Linked DNA regions of Mus musculus: region 2 is linked to region 1. Evidence: chromatin contacts called from public HiChIP or PLAC-seq data. All regions are on one chromosome and are shown on one strand. Each heading gives the region's core, a stretch centred on a gene start, on an enhancer-like site or on the middle of the called end of the contact. The rest is flanking DNA. Distances are from core to core; before and after follow the strand shown.

Region 1 (5,875 bases), core at 1,860-4,359:
ACTGACTGAATGAACTGGGAGCTTTTTCCTGGTGCACCTGCTGTTCAGCAAGAGACACATGCACCTGCCACCCAGGAATGTGTGGCCTCCCAGGCCAGAGCTCCGCCTCCATGACAATATTCTCAGCCCACTGGAAGTCCGCAGATGCACAGAGGTCTTGGATGGTCCTTTGCAGCTTCACCCTATTTACTGCATCCCATGCTGAGAGCTCTGCACTTTCCCTTCCTTACCCCTATACACATGTGCACAATTACCCCGGGATCCCTCTCTAACACACTGACTCTATCCTTCCCTCGAGGCGATAGGCATCCTACAAGCACAGCTAACCCCATGTTCAACTCTGTATCACTCCAGGCATCAATTTGTAGAGCTGAGCAGAATCCAGAAGTGCAATGTGCTGTTGTGGTTGTTTTGTTTTGTTTGTTTTGTTTTGTTTTGTTTTGTTTTGTTTTCATTTAATTGGGAGATTTCAAGTTTTCCCTATGCTCTATTTTTTTCTTTTTTTATTGGATATGTTATTTATTTACATTTCAAATGTTATCCCCTTCCCCAGTTCCACCCCACTTCCCAGAAACCCCCTTTGTCATCCCCCCTGCTTCTTTGTGGGTGTTCCTCCACCTACTCACCCAGTCCCTCCTGCCCTCGAATCCCCTATCAAACCTTCATAGGACCAAGGACCTCTCCTCCCATTGATGCCTGACAAGGCTATCCTCTGCTACATATGCAGCTGGAACCATGAGTACTCCTTGGTTGGTGGCTTAGTCTCTGGGAGCTCTGGGGGGGTCTGGTTGGTTGATATTGTTGTTCTTCCTGTGGGGTTGCAAACCCCTTCAGCTCCTTCAGTCCTTTCAGTCCCTCCTCCATTGGGGACCCTGCACTCAGTCCAATTGTTGGTTGTGAGCATCTACCTCTGTATTTATAAGGCTCTGACAGGGCCTCTCAGAAGACAGCTAGATCAGGTTCCTTTCAGCAAGCATTTCTTGGCATCTACAATAGTGTTGGGGTTTGGTGACTGTATATGGGATGAATCCCCAGGTGGGACAGTCTCTGGATGGCCTTTCCTTCAGTCTCTGCTCTACACTTTGTCTTCATATTTGCTCCCGTATTTTGTTCCCCTTTCTTTTTTTTTCCAGGTTTTTTAAAAATATTTTTATTAGGTATTTTCCTCATTTAAATTTCCAATGCTATCCCAAAAGTCCCCCATACCCCCCCCCCACTTCCCTACCCACCCACTCCCACTTTTTGGCCCTGGCGTTCCCCTGTACTGGGGCATATAAAGTTTGCAAGTCCAATGGGCCTCTCTTTCCAGTGATGGCCGACTAGGCCATCTTTTGATACATATGCAGCTAGAGTCAAGAGCTCCGGGGTACTGGTTAGTTCATAATGTTGCTCCACCTATAGGGTTGCAGATCCCGTTAGCATCTTGGGTACTTTCTCTAGCTCCTCCATTGGGGGCCCTGTGATCCATCCAATAGCTAACTGTGAGCATCCACTTCTGTGTTTGCTAGGCCGCGGCATAGTCTCACAAGAGACAGCTATATGTTTCCCTTTCTAAGAAGGACTGAAGCACCCACACTTTGGTCTTCCTTTTCCTTCAGCTTCATGTGGTCTATGAATTGTATCTTGGGTATTTGGAGCTTTGGGGCTAATATCCACTTATCAATGAGTGCATACTATGCTCTACTTTTTAAGGTTATAGTTCATGTCTTCAATAGAAAAAATTTTTACCTTTCACCTTGTGGCTATGTGAATTATGAGCTTCATTATGTGCCACACACAGCGCTAAGACCAGAACAAATTCCGTCCTGATCTCCACATTCATGTAACACAGGTGAAGACATACTAGGTATGTATGCAAGTCAAAAATAGTGGCAAGCAGCCTGAAGTAAAGTTGCCCCTAAAATAGAGACAAAGCCTCTTTTTAGAACATGGGACCAGTTACCCCCGGAGGAGAAAGGACGAGTCAGCTCCAGCATCATGAGAGAGAAGCAGCCAAAAGGAGAGAATTAAAGAGAGGATGGAGGAAATGACGTGGATAGTAATGATGACAGTAAGACATGGCACACCAACAGAAGGAACTGGTAAGTGACAGTGTCACCAGAGTGGAGCAAACGGAGTCCAGTGAGGATAGCATGCACAGCCACAGTTCTGAGTTTCACATCATGCACCCCAACCCCGCTCATCTCCCTGTCTCTCCATATCTACCCATAAGAATTTTTTTAAAAATAAATGTAATAAAGCAAAGCATAAAAAAAAATCTCTTGTGGTGGAAGCTGTAGTATGTAGTGTGCCCCACAGTGTACCCTTTTGTCCACACGTCTTTCCTTGCAAAAGTTCATTGCACTGAATCATCAGTCTGGTTCAGGATCTTTGGCTTCTGCTACTCTATCAATACTGGGACCTCACTGGGACTCCTCGAGGATATCCTATTGTTGCTCTGTGTCATGAAGATCCTGGAGTTTCGGATCTGCAGGACTGGCACCTTCATGTGCTCCAGCAATTCATAGATGGGGTAGATGTTTGGGTGGGCCAACTCAAAGCCCTGGATCTGGGCCTGGGTGGCAGCTGAGTTGATCAGTGCACCGGCGTCACCAGGGCGAGCTCTCCAGCACTGCCCCAGCTAGCTCACCCAATGCTGCAACCAGCAAGGGGCACAAGGTGCAGGGTCTGCTCTCCTAAGTGTAGCAGCTGGTAAGAGGTGGGGCCTGATTTCCAGAATACTGAAGTCAGGGAGGGGTGGGACCAGCACTGCACAGCCCTTGGACATCAGTGTGGTCAAAGGTAGCAGCCCAGATCAGGGATACCTTCATGGTCTTTAGTGGTAATATGGACCATAGACATCAACACAGATCCCTGTTGCTTCATGGCCACAAACCCAGACATGGACTTCAGTGGCAGCATCAGCTGGGATTTTACCATGACCTCAGGTGGTAAGGCTAGCTACTCAGAGTGGGCTATTCCTCTCTACACTTGAGTCTCCAGTTCCACCTCTCTTCAGAATGTTCAAACTGTTTCAGTTCTCTTTTTCACCCATCTGTCCACCACATACTTGCACACTATAGTGGCAACCACTGAGGGCAGGCTATGCACCTGGCTGGCCTCTGGGTGTCCTCCTCTGCCTGCAGCTGTATAGTGTGGTAGCCAATGGGCCTCTCAATAAGGATCATGAAGGCCATGTTACCATTGTAGGGCTTGGGTCTGATGCTAAGATCCTGTTCCCCAGTTCTTCTTGATTCATCAATAAAGACACCAGCAACCAATGACCGAGGATGAGGTGAGACACTAAGAGTTGCTTGGGAGAATGCAGGGAGGGGGTCGAGGAGAAGCGGGGAGTAGCTGCAGGAGATAAAGCCATCCAGCCATGTGAGTTTTCTGTTGGAATGGCCAGTGGCCACTCTATCTGATTATGTCTGGGGTGGCAGGAGAGGTTTAGCAGTGCTCAGTCATTGACTTAGCAAAGGCATTTTAAAATTAACAGGCGTATGTGTCTGTGTTTTTCATCCATGGATCCAATATCCTCTAGGCAGGGGCTGGTAGCGCAGCTGATCCAGACTTAAGGTGTTGTAGCTAAAGCTACATGCAACATACCATGACCTTGAATTTGCTGTCATCATGGAACTCAAATGTATTCTATATGTTAGGAGAAACCATAAAGTTATTTTAAGCAAGGAAATGGTGTGATGTGGTTTAGCAGGAGATAAGAACACAAAGAATGACCTAGAAAATTAAGAGAGGAAGAGAAAGGGAAGTTAACAGGCTGTAATGATGTTTGGATGAAAGGATATTGACTTGGACTAGGTCACTGAAGGTGAACCCAAGGTCAATGATACAATCGAGCAGAACAGCAAGGTCCTTTCACCCTGTGGAGCTGGTGAAGCTGGGAGAGCATGAATCTGGAGAGACACTGTTTCCCTGTAGTGATCTGCTACCCAAGCACAAAGCCAACCAGCCCAGAGGGGAAGCGAGCAGTAATAGGGGTGATACAGAAAGCAGGCCAACTTAGATATTTCAGAGAGAAAGCCATGGGGCCTAGTGATGGTCTGTACCTGACTTATCTTTATTGTTCATGAGCACAATTTGTTCCAAGTTTTCTCAAGGACAGTCCTGAAACTTGTATTTTCTAAGTATGTATATTATAAGTGACAATTTACCCTTGTGTAGACCTCTAGGTTGTATATCTTCATTGTGCAGCTCAAAGGTGGAGAAGAAATCTGATGTGAGCTTCTTCCCCTCCCCACATAGGAGTTAATACTTTATATGTAAAGCATACACACCAATAAACTCTATATGCTCCTTTTAAATCTTTTCCATTTAAAAGTTGCACCTGAGGGCTAGTGAGATGGCTCAGTGGGTAAGAGCACTGACTGCTCTTCCAGAGGTCCTGAGTTCAAATCCCAGCAGCCACATGGTGGCTCACAACCACCTGTGATGAGGTCTGATGCCCTGTTCTGGTGTGTCTGAAGACAACAACAGTGTACTTATTTATAATAATAAATAAATCTTTGGGCCAAAGCGAGCAGGGACTGAGCAAGCGGGGCTGACAGGAGTGAGCAGAGGTCCTAAAATTTCAATTCCCAACAACCACATGAAGGCTCACAACCATCTGTACAGCTACAGTGTACTCATATACATAAAATAAATTCTGAACAGTATAATAATAATAGAGAAATCAAGTGGAGCACAAGCAAGGAAGCAAGCATGTTATACCTTCATTTTCCTCTGTTCTTGACTATGTGTGTGATGTGACCAAACTACTGCAAACTCCTACTGCTCTTACTTTCCCACAATGGCGGGCCATAACCTAGAGCTAAATAAAACATTTCTTCCCTGCACTGCCTTTTATCGGGATATCTTATAAGACTAACAAAAATGAAACTGAAACAATGAGTGAAGATTAATGCACGGTACAAGCAAGTAAAACAGAAAGGCTCTTTGCCCTTCTGGAGCTGGTTAGTCAGAAGAACATGAACCTGGAGACACTTTTTCCCTGTGGAAATTTCCATGCCCAAGTATGAAGCCAGTCAACAGGGCTGGGGGCACTGGGAGACTGATTTCTGGTTATTTCTTGAACTTCATTGCTGTCTATCAGTTTGTGCTGGACACAATGCTGTTCCTTGGTTAACTCTGTGTGTGTGTGTGTGTGTGTGTGTGTGTGTGTGTGTGTGTGTGTGTGTGTGTGTGTAAAAGAGTCACATTCATTTTTTATATAAATAAAATATCTCTTAAGATTTTTCTTGAATGGAATACATTTTCTACAAAAAGCTCTTGCTGCACATAATTCTGTACATTAATTTTAGGAGCTGAAATTTGTGGGATGTGTTTGATATCTGTCGTTCACATTTGTTCTAGTCTTTCATATTCATTTCTTTATCTTTTGATTTAGTGTTCTAGGAAGTCTATCTTCAGTTTGCTTTTTACTCATTCAGTTGGTTCTCTCCCATGTCCATTTGTGAGTCATGACTACATCTTAAATTTTAATTCAATAACCTCGTATTTTAGCCTAATGCTTTGATCTGCTTGGATCATCTCCTTTGTAATATATATTTTTTCTAGTCACATAAGTAAAAAATTTTTCCAGTGTGTGGTAGCATATGGCACTTTCAGATAAGCAAAATATGAAGTTGTCATTCTTTTTTCTGGTAAGTGATCTTATTAGTCATATTAACATCTCTTAGTTGGCACTGGTTTTTTTTTTAACATTTTATTAGGGGGGTGTTCACACACATGTGTACATACAAAAATGTTATGGCCTGGGTGTGTAGGTCAGAAAACAACTTGAAAGAGTTGGTTGTTTCCTTCTACCATGTTAGAACATGAGATCAAACTCAGGTTTGGTGGCAAGTGTCTTTATTCGCTGAGCCATCTCACCAGCCCT
Region 2 (5,834 bases), core at 2,764-5,263, 170 kb after region 1:
GTCCCACACGAAATATAAACTACAACATTCTGTGTTTCCAGGGATCTTGGGTTTAGGCAGAAGCACCGAGAAGACTTAGTAAAGGACTAAAGGGCTTGGGAGCCCAAAAGGACATGCATGCCACTCGACAGAGGGCGAGCTCCCTGAGAGAAGACTGGGTTCCTCTTATTTTGTGTTGATTGTCATGTGGGTGTTTTTGATTCACGTGTGGTACATACATGGGTACCATGGTGCGTGTGTAGAGACCGAAGGAAAGCTCTTTAATATGATTTGTCTCCTTCCACCTTTACATGGAATCCAGGGATCAAACTCAAGTTTCTAGGTTTTCATGGCAAGCCTTGTCCTTACCTTAATAAAAGCACAGAGCCTAAGCAGTTGCTTCATCTAATTAAGACAATTGTACTCTCTTTGTTGGAATTCATTAGGGAGAGGAGAGGGAGGCTGTTAGCATTCTGTCTAAACTCCACCCCACTGTTACCTGGCAACAGCCAGGTAGGCCTGACCCACTATAAAAGGGGCTGCTTGCCCCCTCCTCCCTCTCTTGCCTTTGGGCTCTTCCCTCCCCCCACCCTTTCCCCTCCCTCCACATGGCCATGGCCAGCCTCTACTTCTCTATCCCTCTCTGCCTTTCTCTGCTTCTACTACCCTCTTTTTGTTTTGTTTTGTTTTGGTTTGGTTTGGTTTATTTTTGGTTTTTCGAGACAGGGTTTCTCTGCAGCCCTGGCTTCCCTAGAACTCACTTTGTAGACCAGGCTGGCCTCAAACTCAGAAATCCACCTGCCTCTACCTCCCAAGTGCTAGGATTAAAGGCGTGCGCCACCAAGCCCAGCTTTCTACTACCCTCTTAATTCCCTTCCCCATGCCCTGAATAAACTCTATTCTATACTATAAGGTCGTGTGTGTCTGGTCTCTCAGGAAGCCAACGGGATGCCTAGGCATGGGCCCGCTGAGACACACCTTTCCCCCCACACCTCACCACACCCACATTATACCTCTTTTTCTTTCTATAAACACATTGGAGGCTTAAAAAAAAAGGAATCTCTCTTCTAACCTGTGGTTGCTTCAAAATATCCCTTGTTCTTGTAAGTAATCTATGTTACAGCTCTGTTCCTGTCTAGTGTAATTTGTGGAGATTAACCCCCTTCCAGCAAATTTCACTCTTAGTAGTTGTAATGCTGTAATTCCAGCTATGTTGGGAGGCTGAGACAGGAGAATCACAAGTTTAATGCATGCCTGGGCCACAGAATGAGTTCAAGGTCAACCTGGACAAAAAATACATATGTACATATGTATTAGTCAGGGTTCTCTAGAGTCACAGAACTTATGGATAGTCTCTAGATAGTAAAGGAATTTATTGATGACTTACAGTCAACAGTCCAATTCCCAACAATGATTCAGTCGCAGCTGTGAATGGAAGTCCAAGGATCTAGCAGTTACTCAGGCTCACGGAGCAAGCAGGCGAAGGAGCAAGAGCTAGACTCCCTTCTTCCAATGTCCTTATATTGTCTCCAGCAGAAGGTGTAGCCCAGATTAAAGGTGTGTTCCACCACACCTTTAATTCCAGATGAAAGGTGTAGCCCAGATTAAAGGTGTGTTCCTTAAACTCCGAGATTCAATCTTCTGGAATCCATAGCCACTATGGCTCAAGATCTCCATACCAAGATCCACATAAGGATCTCCAAGCCTCCAGATAAGGGTCACTGGTGAGCCTTCCAATTCTGGATTGTAATTCATTCCAATATAGTCAAGTTGACAACCAGAAATAGCCACTACAACATACATACATACAATAAACAGCTGGATATAGCTCAATGGTAAAGTACTCACCTACCATATGAAAGGCTCTAGATAACACACACACACACACACACACCACACACACACACACACACACACACATACACACACACACCACACACACACACACACAGAGTTTTCCTTCACCTTGCTCTGCAATTCTGAAATTTTGGCCAAGAGGAGATGATAATCTGAGAACCCTTTGAGGAACACTGGAGTTGTTAAGGGATGCTGGTTGCTGGCTTGTTTTCAGCCAGCTCTCCAGCATGAGAGTCCTCATAGGCAGAAGGCAACTCATGATGCAGGCAGAAAATGTGGGATGAATTAGTTACTTTGTGTTCCTGCAATAAAACACTGACTAAAATCACCTTTGGGGAGGTGTACTGGCTAGTTTTGTGTCAACTTGACACAGCTGTAGTTATCACAGAGAAAGGAGCCTCCCTTGAGGAAATGCCTCCATGAGATCCAGCTATAAGTTATTTTCTCAATGAGTGATCAAGGTGGGAGGGCCACTTGTGGGTGGTGCCATCCCTGGGCTGGTAGTCTTGGGTTCTATAAGAGAGTCTGCTGAGCAAGCCAGGGGAAGCAAGCCAGTAACATCCCTCCATGGCTTCTGTGTCATTTCCTGCTTCCTGACCTGCTTGACTTCCAGTCCTGACTTCCTTTGATGATAAACAGCAATGTGGAAGTATAAGATGAATAAACCCTTTCCTCCCCAACTTGCTTCTTGGTCATGCTTTTTGTGCAGGAATAGAAACCCTAAGCCAGGAGGTAAGGGCTTATTTGGCTTATACATTCCAGTAAGAGGTCCAACACTGAGGGAGGTTAGGGTAGGAAATGCAGCAGAAACCATAGGGGAACTGCTGCATACTGGCTTGATCAGCTGGCTTTCTAACACAACTTAGGACCACCTGCCCAGGGATGGCACCACCCACAATGGGCTAGACCTTTCTACACCAATCCTTAGTCAAAATGCCCTACAGACTTGCCTACAGCTCAGTCTCCCACGGAGGCATTGTCTCCACTGAGGCTCCCACTCCTCAGATGACTCTAGCTTTTGTCAATTCCACAAAAGAACTAACCAGCATGTATGGATTTATGCTCTTGATTAGGAGAGACTGGGTGTGGCAGTGCCTATGTCTCTGAATCTTGGCTCCTACTTATTGGCCATTAATTTCTAGGAAGGCAATCGACATCTTCGGATCTACAATAGTTTCCCCAGTTTGAAATGTCTAGTATTCCCCTAAAATTTTCTTCAGTTCTCCAGACCACAAACACTCGGTGGTACATATCCTAAATGTGACTTCATAGCAGTCCAAGGAACAGGAGTCTGCAGGTAATGCTTTCCTCTAGGCTCCTCTGCCTTTGGTTTGGGGTGAGGTGCTTCTAATAAAAGTCTGGAGGCTCAGAGGTGTAGAAGTTGAGGCTAGCAACTAGGCCCTAGTATATGACAGGTAGAGATTGCCAGGCACTTTGGACAATCAATGTGAAATTAGTTTAGCAACTAGGATGATGATGATGATGACGACGACTATGATAATGGTTACGGTTAGTGAAAGGGCACTCTGCTCCGAAGAGCTGATATGCAAACGCTAGTTTAATAGAACATAAGCAACCTAGGTTTAAGTTTAATTTAAACCTAAGTTTAAATCCTTGTCCGTAGAGTACACAGTTGTTTCTCTGAGGGAAGCCCCATCTTTGTTATTGAACTTTGTTACTAGTAGCCTGGGCAAAACCGAATCCAGGGTGGAGTGTATTCCTTGTTGCTGCTATTATTACAGCGTGCAAATTAAACGTCAAGGAGGAAAAAAAAAAAAATCCTAGCTGAAGCCTTTAGTTTGTAATACCATATAAAGATATGGATAAATAAAAGCCTTTAAGCATTTAAAAGCATTTTTAAAAAGAGGGCGAACCAGCATTCAATGAAACCTGCAAGTTTAATAATATATGAATTCAAAAAATAAAATATGAACTCAGTTCATTTTGTGGACTTGACGCATGTCGAATAGACTGCAATCAGGCAGTTTCTTCTCAACGCCGTATCTAAAGCGGATGGAGCAGAAAGAATAGAACTAAGACGTTGTTTGCACAACTGGCGTCCCTAACTACAGACCCGCAGGCTCCTAGGTACACCCGGTTCCAAGTGGAAGAGCGGGAGCGGAAGTTCCGGAGTCTGTCCCGCCCCTCCCCACCTGGCGCTGCGTCAGTTCCGGGCCAGCATCAGGGCTAGGGCCGGGTTCCTAGCAGGCTGTTTTTTGGCGCCGAGTCTCAGCATGGCTGCCTCCAGGGTTGAGGGTCCGGGAGCCGCCACTCCTTCGTTTTGTTGACCGCCCCTGGCGTCTGTGCTCTTCTTGTCTTTCCTGAGCTACTCCAGCAGACATGTTCGCTAAGGCCTTTCGGGTCAAGTCCAACACAGCCATCAAGGGCTCGGACAGGTGAGGGAGAGAATACTTTTGCTTAGCCTAGCGAGGCTCCTACACTTGTAGGGCTGCACATAGAGACCCCAGGGAGCCAAGCAGGGGTGTTAGAAACATTTTTGAGGATAAGGTGTGGGGGTGTCTCTTTTTATCTTCCAGCTGGTCTTTTGGACAATAAAGTTGAGTTAGCGTGTACTGGGCTCAAGCTAGGTTTTGTGGGAGATGTAAAATGAGGGAATATAAGTCCTCCATGGAGTTTAGAGTCCATGGGAGAACTCAGATGGTGTACCAAAACTAAAAGTATAGGGGGGGGGGGGGAAACGCCTAAACGATTATTCCTGGCCGGAGAGACTGGTGTCGGAGAGGTCCGTGCCCTGAGGTGGCAGAGCCTAAGAAAGCTGTGGTAAGGAGAGATGTTAACTCTCCTTTTTAAGTCAGTGTCGTAGACACGGATAGCTCCGCAGGGATTTTGGAGCCAGCTTTCTTTAGGTATCATTCTTGGTGCCATAGTAGCCTTTTAATGAGAGGTTGACAGATTGCCAACCAGTCTAAGACAGGAGTGGGGACAGCATGTGAGGTCATCTGTGTTTCCAATGACTTTCTAAAGACTAACTTTGGTTGCTTAGTGAAAATAGGTGTTCCGATGGAATAATATGCCCAGGAGGTCTTGAGAATAATGAATAAGACAGATAATAGGATTTGGAAAAGCTGAGAAGGGGGCATCACGAACCAGGCAGTCTTTCTTCAGTCTTTATGATTTGTATAGTCATTCTGAATGTCTGTATTTATTAATGTGCATCGTGCTGGTGTGCTTTCTGCAGGAGAAAGCTCCGGGCCGATGTGACAGCTGCTTTCCCTGCCCTGGGAACAGATCAGATCTCTGAATTGATACCTGGAAAGGAAGAGCTAAATGTTGTGAAGTTGTATGTTCACAAAGGGGATTCGGTGACTGTGTACACGAGTGGTGGTAACCCCATCCTATTTGAACTGGAGAAAAATTTGTATCCAACAGGTATGGTAACCAGATGAAATGCCCAGACTGCAGCCCTGGTGAAACACGTTATTCTCTGTTGATTTGGTGTGATATTTGTTTTTGTTTTCCCCCATAAACATACCTTTTCAAATGAAATAAACACAGAATTTCCCAATACTATTCCTAAGGATCTTCTGGGACCTAGTGTTTCCAGAATTGACCTTTTCACCGTAAGAGGGATAAGAAACAAACGAAACCCCCGGCCCCCCCCCCAAAAAAAACCCAAAACACATGGAAAAATGGCAGTGCAAAGTTCTGAGAGAAAGGAGCTGGGGGTATTGGGAAGAGTGCTGAAGTGTTGCCAAAGGTGGAATTTTAGAGCATGTAAAGAAAATATGGCGTAAACCATCTGTAAAAGGCTTTTTCTTAACACAGTGGAGAAAATGTACGCTCAGGACTAAGCTGTGTCAGTCACACACTTCCCCTGAGCTGCTTCATAGTGGGTTTTCCTAGTTAGAGTCTCTCTCTCTCTCTTTTTTTAAGACAGGGTTTCTCTGTGTAGTCTTGGCTGTCCTGGAACTCACTCTGTAGACCAGGCTGGCCTCAAACTGAGAAATCCGCCTGCCTCTGCCTCCCAAGTGCTGGGA

The links. HiChIP or PLAC-seq counts read pairs in DNA pulled down with a chosen protein or histone mark.
Region 2: a CTCF HiChIP or PLAC-seq map of CD8 T cells shows a contact between it and region 1, with 6 read pairs. The contact joins the promoter of Eif2d here to the enhancer-like site in region 1. A contact is called at or near these places in 1 of 39 promoter capture datasets (hippocampal neurons), 1 of 15 datasets of contacts at CTCF or cohesin (CD8 T cells), 4 of 484 Hi-C or Micro-C datasets (B cells, the Ba/F3 cell line, Th1 cells and 1 more) and 2 of 115 datasets of contacts at active chromatin or transcription factors (CD8 T cells and bone marrow-derived dendritic cells).

Annotation. Positions count from the first base shown.
Region 1 is chr1:130,984,617-130,990,491 of GRCm38.p6, forward strand. No RefSeq gene overlaps it. Among named protein-coding and RNA genes, the nearest start is that of Gm41952, 24 kb to the left of the region's middle. Within about 2 kb of position 3,110, at least 35 of the 459 cell types and tissues checked have an H3K27ac peak or open chromatin away from gene starts, as enhancers often do. A contact at or near this core is called in CD8 T cells and Th1 cells, where this site is marked.
Region 2 is chr1:131,149,194-131,155,027 of GRCm38.p6, forward strand. It overlaps Eif2d (eukaryotic translation initiation factor 2D), which reads left to right and starts at 4,014. Exons shown (of 15, transcript NM_001136070.1): 1 at 4,014-4,232; 2 at 5,036-5,226. The coding sequence starts at 4,177.